Regions from separate parts of the Callithrix jacchus genome. Here all the other regions are linked to region 3. Evidence: chromatin contacts called from public Hi-C data. All regions are on one chromosome and are shown on one strand. The core of a region is the stretch at or near the end of the contact, and the rest is flanking DNA. Distances in the headings are between cores, read along the strand shown.

Region 1 (4,229 bases), core at 926-3,425, 410 kb before region 3:
GTGGCGACCTGTTCCCCTGCTCTGGACTCGTTAGGTTTTCTCTCTTCTCCAGGTTCTTATGTATTCCCTCTACCTACTCTTTACCTGGCCAACTCCTTTTCATCCAGCAGGGAACGGTTAAGTAGGTCTTCCTCCAGGAAGCCCTTTCTGACTGTGCAAGCTCTATGAGCCACCTCACATCTGTAGTGTGCCGGCCTCACTTGGTTTCACACTGGACAGCTTATCCACAGCACTGTCACCCCCTGCTTACTATGTCTCCACAATCAGACTGTGAGCCCCCAAGGTCAGGCATGGGCCTGCATCCTGTTAAACAGGTGTGCTGCCAGTAGATATCTGTGTAGTGGAGGAATAAGAGGCCCTTGCAATAAGCCCTGCTCATAAGGATAAGGATACTAAGAAGCGCTGTATTTTATGGGGGACTTCCGATGTGCTATGCACTATTCTAAGCATCAGGTATGGAGGATCTCTAATAAACCTCAGAATAGCTCTTTGAGGCAGGTACTATTATCCTCATTGTAATGATAAGGAAGCAGAGGGTCAAAGAAGTGGCAAGGTCAAGGACACAGCATCCAGAACCCATGTTCCTCCCACTGCATCAGGCTAATTCCCACTAACCATTGGAGCAGCACACCAGGGTAAGAACTGGGAAGAGGGAACCTGGGTTCCAGGCTTAGCTTCTGTGGTGGACTTGCTGTGTGGTCTTGAGCAAGTTTCTTTTCCTCTACAGGCCTATTTTTTTTCTCAACAGTGAACTGAGGGGTTTGGGCAGCTGCTAAGACCCTTCCAGCTAGGACTTGCAGGGATCTGTGAGTTTAAGCACCCACTTTGATTAGGAAACTGAAAGGCTAGCTTCAGAAAGTGAATACTACTTCTAGAAGAGTCCTGAGCTCTGTGCAGGTGGTACCTGAGATTCGGGACTCTGGGATCCCAGTGCCCCCAACAGGGACAGTCTCTCAGTCACCACTGGCTGAGCTCTGACTGTGGAGTCTGCCCCGAAGGTACACAGGCTTCCTGCAGGCTGCCTGTCCTCTCTCCCCCTGCCCTGCCCACCCCATTTTACTCCAGTCTGTTTCCTACATTCCTTGCAGTGGAAAACAGCCACAAGGAAGCTGAGGTTCATTTTGGAATCCCCAGGGTAGACACGGCCAAAGGAAGTGGCTGTGCTGGTCTCCCCAGGGAAACATTTTCCAGTGAGCCAAGTCATTCCCCGGACAGGTCAGAGAGGACAAGTTCAAGGGTCTTTCCCCATGAGTATTTCACTGTGAGGCTCTTCACAAAACATTTCACACACATTTTCTGTTCTCATCACAGAGGTGGCTGAAGAAACCAGTGTTTTGGGACCTCTTCTGCCTTTTTTTTCCCCTAACTGGGGGAAAATACCTTTTATATTTCTGGTAACAAGCTTCCCATCTCCCCTGACCCCACTCCAAACTCAAAAGCAAAGGAAACAGCTCTGCAATGTTTTTGTGGGGGAAAAAAATCTGAAAAGCTATCTTTCATTTTTCCTCTGGAACATTTTTGGGAGATGTTGTTTTCTTGTTTTTTGAAGTCCAAGCCCACTACTTTTACTTTTTTTTTTTTTTTAAATGTGAAAGGTCTTTCATCCCCAACCCTCTGAATGGCTAAAGGCAGGAAGCCTGGGCCCATGAGCACAGAATTTTTTTTTTTTTTCCTAAGCGTGAAAGCTGAGACTCGGAGAGGCAGGAGCTCAAAGAGAGTGCTGGTGCAAGGGAGGAGCTGGCTTTTGGGGGTCAGGGGAGTCCAGGAGCTCCAGGAGACAGGCCCCTGCCCCTGTGTTTGCCATTGTACTGTGTTCACCGGCGTGGGGGCTGGCTCCCAGAGCAGCGGCTCAGTGAATCAGTGAATGAGGGCTTGTGTGCCAAATCTGGGTTCATGTCTGGTGGTCCCCGTGAGGGGATGCAGAGGAAGGAGGGCTGGGTGGGGTCTTAGGAGCTGCTGTGCTGGTGGTTCTGGCCCTACCTCTGGTCTGAAGCTCCCACGGTATCCCCAGGAAGGTGGGGACCAGCTCCTCCTGGGAGGAGGAATACAGGTCAAGGAATCTGTTCCCAGCCCCTTCCATGGCTCCTCGGAGAAGGGGCTACTGGGGGAGTTTCAGGTGTGGCAGCTGGAGGGAAGGCCATTCCCGGCCTTGAGAAGAGAGCTGTTCTCCAGAGTGGGACTGGGTCTACTAATACAGATGCAGCTCTTCCTGCAGGAGCCTCCTGGCCTCTCTGGGGAGGAGACAGAGCTGTGTTCATCCTGGACTCCCTCCTCCTACCTCCAAGGCCTGGGCATGAACACCCTTCTGGCATGGCTGGGCTCCCACCCACTGAGTCACCTGGTCCTGCTCAGCCGTGGGCCCCTGGGGAGTGAGGTAGACATGAGGGACGAGAGGACCAGCTGGCTCCTGTGGTTACCCCAGCCATGTGCTTCCCATTAGCCGCCCACGCCCCAGGGAGGGGACAGCCACAGGGCTCTCCCTCACGTGTCCTGGCCTTGCGTTAGCACCGCCCATGGGAGGAGAGGGCTGAGAGCAGAGCTGGGGCTGAGAGTGTGGACATGGGAAGTTATAGAGGTGGGAGAGGCCAGAGGGGCCTTTTCAGGGGAAAGCAGGGGAGGTGGAGAGCCATGGGGTGTGGGGTAGGGGGCAGGGAAGAGGGGCTGGGGAGGGGATGGGAGGGTTGTGGGATCCTGAGAGACACCAGAAGGACATGGAGGTGAGGTGGGGGGTGGTGGGATTCAGGGAAGCATGGAGAGGAAGCAGCAGGGATGGGAGGCTGGAGGATTGGGAGGGTCTTGAGAGAGTCCAGGACTCACAGCCCCTCTGTGAGCCCTCTCTTACCATTCTGTTTCCCTACATCTTTCCCTCTATTCATATCCCTGCACCACTCCAGCCTTCTTCCAAACCCTCAATGCTCGGCCACTGTTTCTCACCCTCTTCCCTACCAGCCTGTGCACCCCCTGTCTATCATGTCCATGCTGCATCCCCAGAGCCACACCCATGCCTAGCCCATGGGAGCCCCCTAAAGTCATGTTTGTTGAATGAACAAATGATAGACTCTTTGTATGGTGACCAAGGATGGGTGCCCATTTTACATGCTTGGACACTGAGGAAATGGAAGGGGCCTCATGGGACAGAATCCTGCTGACACTTGGCCAGATGCTCTCTCCCTTCCCTTAGGCCTGGGAGTTGGGGACGTTGTTAAACCTCATGCCCAGAGGTCTCCCGGCTCAGTTTTGAGTCATGGCATGAAGGCTTTCGATGCCTCTAAGTGTGAGAAGGAGCCTCCAGAAGCAGCTCACTGAGACCTGGGCTGCATGTGCCCCAGAGCCAGGACACAGCTGATGGTGCCAAAGACCATGCTGGGATTCCCTCCTGCTGGCACGCCTGCCAGGCTGGACCAGCCAGGAGGACTGCCTACTTCATCTCTCACCTCTATGATGTAATCTCTGCCGTCCTTGCTGTGGACGGCCTTGACAGCACAGATGTCCAGGCCGCCAAACATCTCCGAGCAGCTGTCCACCCACAGCCTGTACCTGCAGGGACAGATGGACAGACAGTGAAGTGGCCTGGGAAAGTGGGGAAGTGGGGTAGAGGGAGAGAAGTTGATTCACATAGAAAAACAGGCAGGGAGAGACAGTGACACACACATCCAGAGATGGAGAGAGGCAGAGAAGCAGCAAGAGAGACAGAAAGACAGAGAGAGAGTTGGAGTGCAAGACTCAGAGACAGAGAGGGAGGGAGGGAGGCAGGGACACAGATGACAGTGAGAGAGAGACCCAGAGAAAGAACAAGAGAGAGCCAAGAAGGAGGGGAGATAGGCAGGGCGAGGAAGACAAGGAACCACATTTGGGAGAGATCTCCCCCAACCCCAGGACTTGCTGGCTCTACAGTAATGGGGAGCTTGCCTCGCCCCCATCCAGAGCCATCCCAGACACTCAGCCACCTGTGTCTCTTTTCCCTTGGGAAAGCTGCTCTAAGGGCTCCAGAAATCCCTCCCAGGCTGCCCTTCCAGTCCCAGCCCTGGCTGGACCAAAGGCTGTGGGGAACAAAGGGTGCATTTTCCCCTGGCCCGGGGCGGTTAGGCTGGGGAGCCTGGCAGGCTGCTTCTGCCCGGCCCTCTAGACCCACTGCTTTTGTTCCCTTTCCAGCCACTTGATGTCTGCAAGGCCAGTTTGCTTTGCTGGGGACAGATCTCAGCACTGGACTTTGACCCTGTAACAAGGGG
Region 2 (4,285 bases), core at 1,150-3,649, 300 kb before region 3:
CATATTTGCATTTAAAATTTTGCATTGCATAATGTAAAAGTAAATGGTAAAATCCATACTAATAATGTAAAACTTCATTTATGTATTTTAACTAGAATGATATTAGATAGCAATTAAAAAAGCACTAAGACAAGTCAAGTGAGAGACAGTGGAAGAAAAGAAAAAGGTTTATATTTAGTATCTTTAACAGCATTTCCCCTGACACAACACATTTTGAAAAAGGAATCCTGCAAATTATGTAGCCGTCCTGACTGAGAAAGTAAAATGTCTTTGAATTTTAGGCTTGGGAAGAGACTATGAAAAGTGTCTCAGGGAACCCTGCTCTGCTCACCACCCACCATATTTCATGTGAAGATGCAGAGAGCTGCAGAGGATATTAAGGTCACACAGGGAGCAAGTAGATAAACCAAGACTGGTGCCCATGCTGTCTCCATTCCTTCCTAGTCTAGCTTTCTTCACCTAATATATGCTCTTCCTTCTGTCAGAAATCCCACCTCATGACTAGGAGATAAGATTTCCCCTTTGCAAGTGAAACCATTCAATCAGTCCTTGGCTGATGATGTGCAAAGTGATATGACTTCCATCCAAGGCTAGGGAGACTTGACCAGCAGTTGGTTAAAAGTAATAAATTATTTTCAGGGGAAAATCAAGTGGTCAGCATTTTAGTCCTTGTTTTTCCTGACCTAACAGCAGTATTTATTTATTTATTATTTTGCATTTCCATAGGTTTTGGGGGGAACAGGAGGTGTTTGGTTACATAGATAAGTTCTTCAGTGGTGATATCTGAGATTTTGGTGCATCCATCACCTAAGCAGTATACACTGTACTCTATTCGTAGTCTTTTATCCCTCAACCCCTCCCACCCTTTCCTTCCAAATCCCCAAAGTCCCTTGTATAATTCTTTTTTTTTTTGACAGAGCCTGCTCTGTCACCCACGTTAGAGTGCAATGGCACCATCTTGGCTCGCCACCACCTCTGCCTCCTGGTTCAAGGCATTCTCATGCCTCAACCTCCCACATACCTGGGACTACAGACATGTGCCACCATACCTAACTAATTTTTGTATTTTTAATAGAGACAGGGTTTTGTCATTTTGGCCAGGCTGGTCTTGAACTCCTGGTCTCAGGTGATCCACCTGCCTTGGCCTCCCAAAGTGCTGGGATTACAGGGATGTGCCACTGCACCTGGCCCATTGTATCATTCTTACGCCTTTACATCCTCATAGCTTAGCTCCCACTCATGAGTGAGAACATATGATGTTTGGTTTTCCATTCCCAAGTTACTTCATTTAGAATAATGGTTTCCAATTCCAGGTTGTTGCAAATGCCATTATTTTATTCCTTTTTATGGCTGAGTAGTATGCCATGGTATATACCACAGATTTTTATCCATTAATCTCGTTGATTAATGAGCCTTTGGGCTGGTTTCGTATTTCTGCAGTTGCAAATAGTCAGCAGCAGTGTTTAATCACATGCTCTTCTATCAAACACTCATGTCTTTTAGACCTTTAGGATCCAATGTCCTACCTTGCTAGCTCATGTCTTTTGGCCTTTAGGACCCAATGTCCTACCTTGCTAGCTGGTCCCCATCACAGGCTCCCCGCTCCCACCTTCCTGACTTTGTAACAGTGTCTCAGGGGTCAACTCTCAGACCTTTTCTCTTTTTCTGTCCATGCTCATTCCTTTGGTAACCTCATGTAGCCTAATGACTCTTAATGCTATCTATATGCTGATGACTCATCTGTTTATATTTCTAGCCCTGACCTCTCCCTGAATTTGTTCTAACATGTCCAACTGCTTACTTGACAGCACTCTGATGTCTAAAGAAACCACACATTAATATCTGTAACTGAGCCTTTGACTCTCCCCAGCTCCAAACTGAGTTCTACTTCCGTTAATGGCAGCATCAGGTCAAAACTCTACAGCTATCTTGATGCTTCCTCATCTCTTACACCTCACACCCAATTCATGAGCAAATCCTAAAGACTCTACCTTCAAAATACATTCAGAATATGGTAATTTTCCACTACCATTACTGCTTCACCTTGGTCCAAGTTACCTGCATTATGCCAGTAACCTTTGGATTGGTCTCATTTTGGTCCTTATCTCTCTCTTACACAGAAGGATCTCCTTGAACCACATGTCAGAGTGTGTCAGTCCTCTATTAAAAACCTCTCAATGGTTTATCATCTTATTCTAAAAAACGGCCCAAACCAAACAAACAGCAAAGCAGCCACAGAACCTGATAGCAGTCAGCCCCCAGGGTTTTAGGACCTTATCTTTTTTGTCCCCTTTGTCCACTCTTTCACTCTGCTCTGGCCATGTGACCTTCTTGTTCTCCTAATTCACTGAGGACTCTCCCACCTCAGGCCCTTTGTCACTGCTGCCCCTCTCCCTGGAATGCTCTTCCCCAGGAATCTGGAAGGCTCCTTCCTTCACTTGCTATGGGTCATTATCACCCTCTCATGAGGCCTTTTCTAGTTACCTTGTTTAACACAGCAGCCCCTTTTGCTCCCCATGAACATTACCCATCTCCTATCCCTGATTTTTACTCCCAAAGCACTTATCTCCATCTAACATGCCATCTAGTTGACTTTATTTTCTGTTTATTGTCTGTTTCCCCCTGTTGAAATGTGATCGCTTGTTTGTCTGTTTTGTTCAAGTATCTAAATCTGCCTTGTAGTGGGCTGTGGTCTAAGTAACATTATGGCCAAGAATTTACCAAAGAATAATGAACTACCTCCCCACCTCGACAAAGCTCCAAGAATGTCTTTGACTCCATATTCCAGCCTCTACCTGGAATGTCCTTTGTCTGTTTCTCTGAATACCATGCCATCCTTCAAGGTCTGGTTGAAAAGTGACCTCCTCATGGAAGCCTTCCCCAATCTTCTCCTTTCCCGACCTGAATTGACTTTTACTTTTCCAAAAAACTAAGCAAAATGCAGAAGGAGAGCTCTCTTATATGATGTATTACAGAGATTAAAATGAACACACACCAAAGTATACAGTGGTATGTATTTGGAAGGCAACCCAGCAATTTGGCAAATTGAAATGTGCATCCCCTTTGACCCAGCAATCCATTTCAAGGAACTTGTCCTACCCAGAACCTGAGCAAGGGTGCAAAGACACGCATGCCACGACTTTGCAACACTTTTCTATGATCAACAGGGGCTCGTTTAATAAACTTTAGTACCATAGGCTACTGCAGGCTGATGGAAAAAATATGTCAAGATATTTGTCATCTTGAAAAAACTAAGTGTCAAATGATATGCATAGTATAATCCCTTCAGTCTTACAGAAAACATCCTGGAAGGAAGGAGAGAAGAAAGAAAGGGGAAAATGGAGGGAGGGAAGAAGAAGGAATGAAGAAGGAAGTAAGGGAGGAAGGGAGTGAGTGAGTGAGGAAGACGTAATGAAAGAAGAAAGTAAGGAAGGGAGGAAGGAAGAGAGATTGTATGTTGCCCTGCCTGAGATTTGGCTCTTAAGTCTGCGAATAAGACAAAAAGGGACATAATTTAGCTGGGTGCAATGGCACATGCCTGTACTACCAGCTACTCAAGAGGCTGGGCAGGAGGATCACTTGAACCTGGGAGGCAGATGTTGCAGTGAACCGAGATTGTGCCACTGCACTCCAGACTGGCAGCCTAGGTAACAGAGCAAGACTCTCAAAAAAAAAATGAGGAGTGAATCAGACTTGCTCTTATAAGGGTCTTATCAGGGGATATTTTTCTCTAATAAAATAGGGGTGGGATAATAAAATTTTTTGGGTTAGTATAATGGCACTGTTCCATGAAGACCTCAGGGAGTCAAGCTCCTTCTAGCTTGTTGCTTTCATTGCATTCTCAGTTTTCTTATCTGAAAAGAAAAGAAACTCTTTCTTTTCTGCCAGAGCAGAGTGAAAGAGTGGACAAAGGGGACAAAACGGGTAAGGTCCTAAAACCCTGGGCTGACTGCTCTCAGGCTCTGTGGCTGCTTTGCTGTTTGTTTGGTTTGGGCCGTTTTTTACAATAAGATGATAAACCATTGAGAGGTTTTTAATAGAGGAGTGACACACTCTGACATGTGTTGGGGGAGCTTTCTAGCTTGTCATTCCTTATGGGGCAGCAGGTTGATGAGGATTAGGGAGAAAAATCTTTGGGAAGAGAAAAATGGAACCCCATGGTCTATTCCTGAATTCTCCAAGGGATCCATTTGGTCCCAACCTCCAAGTAAGGTTCATTATATCTTCTCTAGCTTTAAACATTACTTCTCTAGTTTGAAGTCATAAACACTAGTGTATGCAAATT
Region 3 (4,245 bases), core at 301-2,800:
CACCCTAATCTTGACCTATGATTCATCTCTCTACTGAGAGTCTCTTCACATTTTCTTCATACTATTTATTACAACTATAATTAATTATAATTAGTAACTGTGTTTAATGCCTGTGTATCACTAAACTATAATACAGCTCCTTGAGGTCAAAAACAACCTATTGTCTTCATCATTTTCTTCCCAACACCTACCAGAGTGCTTAACACTTAGTAGGAGCTCAATTAGTATTTGTTGAATGAATACATGAGTAAAGGGACCAATGAAAAAACACTTGTTGAGTACCAACTCTGTGCCTGAAACTCTGCTATAGAGTTTAACCTACAGCCTTTCTCATTTAACGCTCACAACTACCACCATGAAGTAGGTATTATTATTTCCAACCTATAGATGAAGAAACTGAAACCCTGAGAGACTAAATACTTTGCCTAAGGGATTTGAACCCAGGACTTCTAATTGCATATTTGTGCTTTTGCTCATCTCTGAAAAATAGCAGTGAAAATTGGGGTCTTTCTGGGTTTAGATATCATCTCACAAAAAGTAACAAAAGTTTCCATTTTCTCTTTTTGATTATTGGTATGATGACACTAATAGTTCTTGGTGACTTGCTGTGAACTGGGCATGGTGTTAAGCATTTCCACAAACCTTCTCTGGTACGGAGACAGCTCTTTGCTTCCTAATATTCATTCTCTCCTTTTTCCGCAGTAAGAGAGTTTACAGACTGGTACATAAAAATGTGCATCCCAATGCTCCCATCAGCTGGGTGCAGCCACATGATGATATCTAATGGATAATTTTTTAAGCATTAAAGAATCTTCTTAGTCTTCTATTCTTTTCCTTGGAAGATTGGTATCATCAGCCATTTTTTTAGCCTTCCATTTGTGAAAGAATCCTTTCTATGAATTCACTAACTGCTTCAGCCTGTCTGCTTCCAAAGTCTCTCTACCTATTCTTAGCTGATGACGGTGGAGTTAATTTCTCCCCAAGACTGACTGACAGCTCTGATATTAGCACCACTTTTTCTTATATCCTGATGGGCTTAGATGTCAACTAGGCAGGACTTTAGTAGGAAAGGAACTATTAGTGGGACTCAGAAGCAAGATTTTTATTTTTTTCTCTCAGCAATGGTCTTCAATAAAATACCTGTGTGGACAGCCTCATGCAAAGAGAATCTTTTCACACGGTTTGTGAACTTTATCAGGAATCCTTAAAGGTAGTATCAGCAAATTCCAGACACCAGGACAGGTCCATGTCTAGTATTTGCAGCATCTGGGGCAAAGCAACAAATGGAAACCTATGTGTCATATGTCTAATATTTAAAATTGACAAAATCAAGCCAGCAAACATTCGAATAAAAGATGTCTGTCTCCCTTCCTTGACAGACACAACTTCATAATGACCTTAAAGACTCAGAATGTAGACTTCTCAGAATTTTTTGCACTCTACCCAGCACATGGCAGCATGGGGATTGACACCTTTTGGTTCTCAGACCTTACCCAAGATCCTCCCTAATTCTCCACCCACTCTCCTCTGTCCTGCACCATTGAGGCTCCTGGTGGGGGTATGTAGATGGCCCAGACCACGTGGCCAAGCTTCTTCTACTCCCTTCCCCTCCCCAAATGGTTGTCCTTGGCCACCCCATAAAGGTTGGACCAAGGAATTGGCCTTATATAGGACCTGAAGTTGAGCTAAGGTCTCTTTGAGGAGGAAATTCTAGAGTTTGGGTACACAGGTCAGGGCCTAAGAGTACAATTTGCAGGGTCTTTGTAGGTACATCCCCTCTGTCCTAACTCCTCGTCCTGTCAAGAGAGGTGTGGCTAATAAGGGCCAGAGCAGGATCCAAGGTAGGTGTCCCTCTTGGATTTAAACAAGTCATTTGCTTTTAATCCAAGCTCCAAATTTAAAAGAAGTACTGGCTGGGCCTGGAAATGGGAATGGTAACCTATGATTACAATCACTAGCATACTGGAAAAAAACATGGATTTGCAATCATACGGGCTTGGGCAAAATCTTAGCTCTGCTATTTGCTGACCATGTGTTCTAAGACAAGACACTTAGCCTTCAGTTTCCTCATTTGTCAAGTGGTGATAGTCACAACCAGGGAAGGGTGTGGTAAGAAAGTGACTTAATCCTCTATGCAACAAGGAGGAAAACACAGTGGATTCAGGACAGAGAGCCTGGATACGACCCCAACTCCTCCACTCACTTGTGCAAGCTTGGGTAAGTCAAACTCCACATGCCTCAGTTTCTACACTTAGAAAATGATAATAGTAGCAGCTACCTCACAGAGTTGTTATGAGGATTACATGGAATAAGACATACAAAACACTTAAAATAGTCCCTGGCATATAGTAAGCTCCAAAGTGTATAGCCCACAGCCTGATACAGAATCCACAACAGCAAAGAGCTATCGAGTGTTTACCCTGTGCCTAGTGGGGGCTGCGTTGTGGGGACCCACAAATAAACAAAGCAATCTTACCCTCTTGAGGATGACAAAGCAGAATTATGGTTCACCTCACTTTGATCTGTACCAGAAGTGCAAGGAATGATGGCTGGTGATGGGGATAAAGAGGTGGCCTTGGTCTATAAGGACAGCCAGCCCCTTCACATCCTTCTTCCTATTTGACCTTCATGCCAACCCTGAGGGGTGGTAGGGCAGGGATCACTCCCCATATGTTCCAGATGGAGAAGTCTCTGCTCAAAGTCACATGAGTGATCTGGGTATTCAAACACTAGATGGAAGAATTTCCAGCCTCTCCTGGAGATACTCTCTAAGTGATCTTTAGGTTTTTTGGATCCAGTCCAGAGCCCTGGCATCCTTCATCATCTGGAGCCTGCTGGCTGGGGTCCACTTACCCCTTTCACTTCCGTCTACCTCATGGCCACATTCAACTTCCTGCGCTTCTCTAAATACTCCCTGTGCTGTCATGCCTCTAAGCCTCTGCACAGGCCATCCTCTCTGCTTGGCGCTTCTTTGGTTGCCTCTTTCTCGTGTTCCAAGATCCCCATGAGTGATATCTACTCTGCTGAGTATTCCTTGATAGCACCCCTTCCCTGGCTGAGCTGAGTGTCCTCCCTTCCTACAGGACGGTGCACTGACAGACATTCCAGCCCTTACCACTCCACGTTGTCACTACGCATCACTTATCCATCCTCTGCCCCCAAACATCTAGTCTATGAGCTCCTGGAAACTAGAAACTGAGTCTCAATGCTCAATGTGTCTCCAATATCCGGCATTATGAGCTAGGGCCGAGGACATAGGCTTAACAAATGTTTGCTGACCCCGTAAAGAACAACTGTCTGTAGGGTGGCCTTTCCTGGAGACACTTGACTGCCATCTACTGGCACACCAATGTAATAAATTTACAGATCTACAGCCATTGCGATGTGGGGGCATGTTCTGAGGCCAACCTACACAACTGGCAGCCCTCAACTTGATTCTAACCTGGAACCCAAAGCACTTTGCACTACTACTAATACCACCCAAGCAGCTGTGGTCTCAATGAGGCCTCACCTTCCCAGGAGAAACATTTGTTTTGCCCATCTCTGGAATGTTTACCGCAGGGCCTGGCAGACAGACTGGGGCTGAAGCTGAGGGTCAGGCAGTCCATCCCCCTGCCTGGCTGCAAGTCAGAAGTCTGTCTCCTGATGGGCCACACAGACTGCTGCCTCCTTGCTGGGGGCTCATTCAGGCTTGAGCCACCTCTAAATGGTTCTGTCTGGCAGAGGGAAGAGTAGGGATGGTCTGGAATTCTAGATGCCTTTGGGGGCTGGGGTTGCTGCCTCTGTAATTGACTGGCTGTTTGACCTCAGGCAAAATGGATGGACCTGCTGTGTCTAAGGGCTTTGTCTCTCATGGCTGTCTCCTTTCCTCATGCTCTAATATGTTCAATCTCATAACGAGCTCCCTGAATACCTCAGCCAATCAATCAAGTCCTTGGCCTGGGAAAGAAGGTGGGGGGAGCTCTGGATTCCATGAAGATTCTGTCTCTGTGGGTGGCCTCATATTTTACTGCCACATCTGAGGCCCTAGGAAGAAGAATATCATAAAACCGGTGCTGCCTGGGGTGGGAAATCCCTAGTTGGGGGAGGTGGGATGTGTGTACGAGAGAGACTGATGAGGAATGGGTACGGGGCTCTTTTGTGGCTGCAGCAGGGACAGAAGGAGAATTTGTACAAACAGGATCTAACTGTGTTCAAACAGGCCTTTTTTCCCCCAACAAGTTGATCCTGTATGTAGAGTCAATG

The links. A called contact is a pair of places that touch in the nucleus more often than the background predicts.
Region 1: a Hi-C map of skeletal muscle shows a contact between it and region 3, with 17 times the contacts expected there. The contact joins two enhancer-like sites. A contact is called at or near these places in 2 of 3 Hi-C or Micro-C datasets (both in skeletal muscle).
Region 2: a Hi-C map of skeletal muscle shows a contact between it and region 3, with 4 times the contacts expected there. The contact joins two enhancer-like sites. A contact is called at or near these places in 2 of 3 Hi-C or Micro-C datasets (induced pluripotent stem cells and skeletal muscle).

What each region holds. Positions count from the first base shown.
Region 1 is chr1:203,495,152-203,499,380 of calJac240_pri, reverse strand. SYN3 (synapsin III) reads right to left here. Exons shown (of 16, transcript XM_078339168.1): 12 at 3,435-3,537. Among named protein-coding and RNA genes, the nearest start is that of FBXO7, 50 kb to the left of the region's middle. Within about 2 kb of position 2,175, at least 7 of the 16 cell types and tissues checked have an H3K27ac peak or open chromatin away from gene starts, as enhancers often do. A contact at or near this core is called in skeletal muscle, where this site is marked.
Region 2 is chr1:203,381,010-203,385,294 of calJac240_pri, reverse strand. The region is part of intron 7 of SYN3 (synapsin III); the gene reads right to left. Among named protein-coding and RNA genes, the nearest start is that of TIMP3, 120 kb to the right of the region's middle. Within about 2 kb of position 2,399, at least 2 of the 16 cell types and tissues checked have an H3K27ac peak or open chromatin away from gene starts, as enhancers often do. A contact at or near this core is called in skeletal muscle, where this site is marked.
Region 3 is chr1:203,084,161-203,088,405 of calJac240_pri, reverse strand. The region is part of intron 2 of SYN3 (synapsin III); the gene reads right to left. Among named protein-coding and RNA genes, the nearest start is that of SYN3, 68 kb to the right of the region's middle. Within about 2 kb of position 1,550, at least 1 of the 16 cell types and tissues checked has an H3K27ac peak or open chromatin away from gene starts, as enhancers often do. A contact at or near this core is called in skeletal muscle, where this site is marked.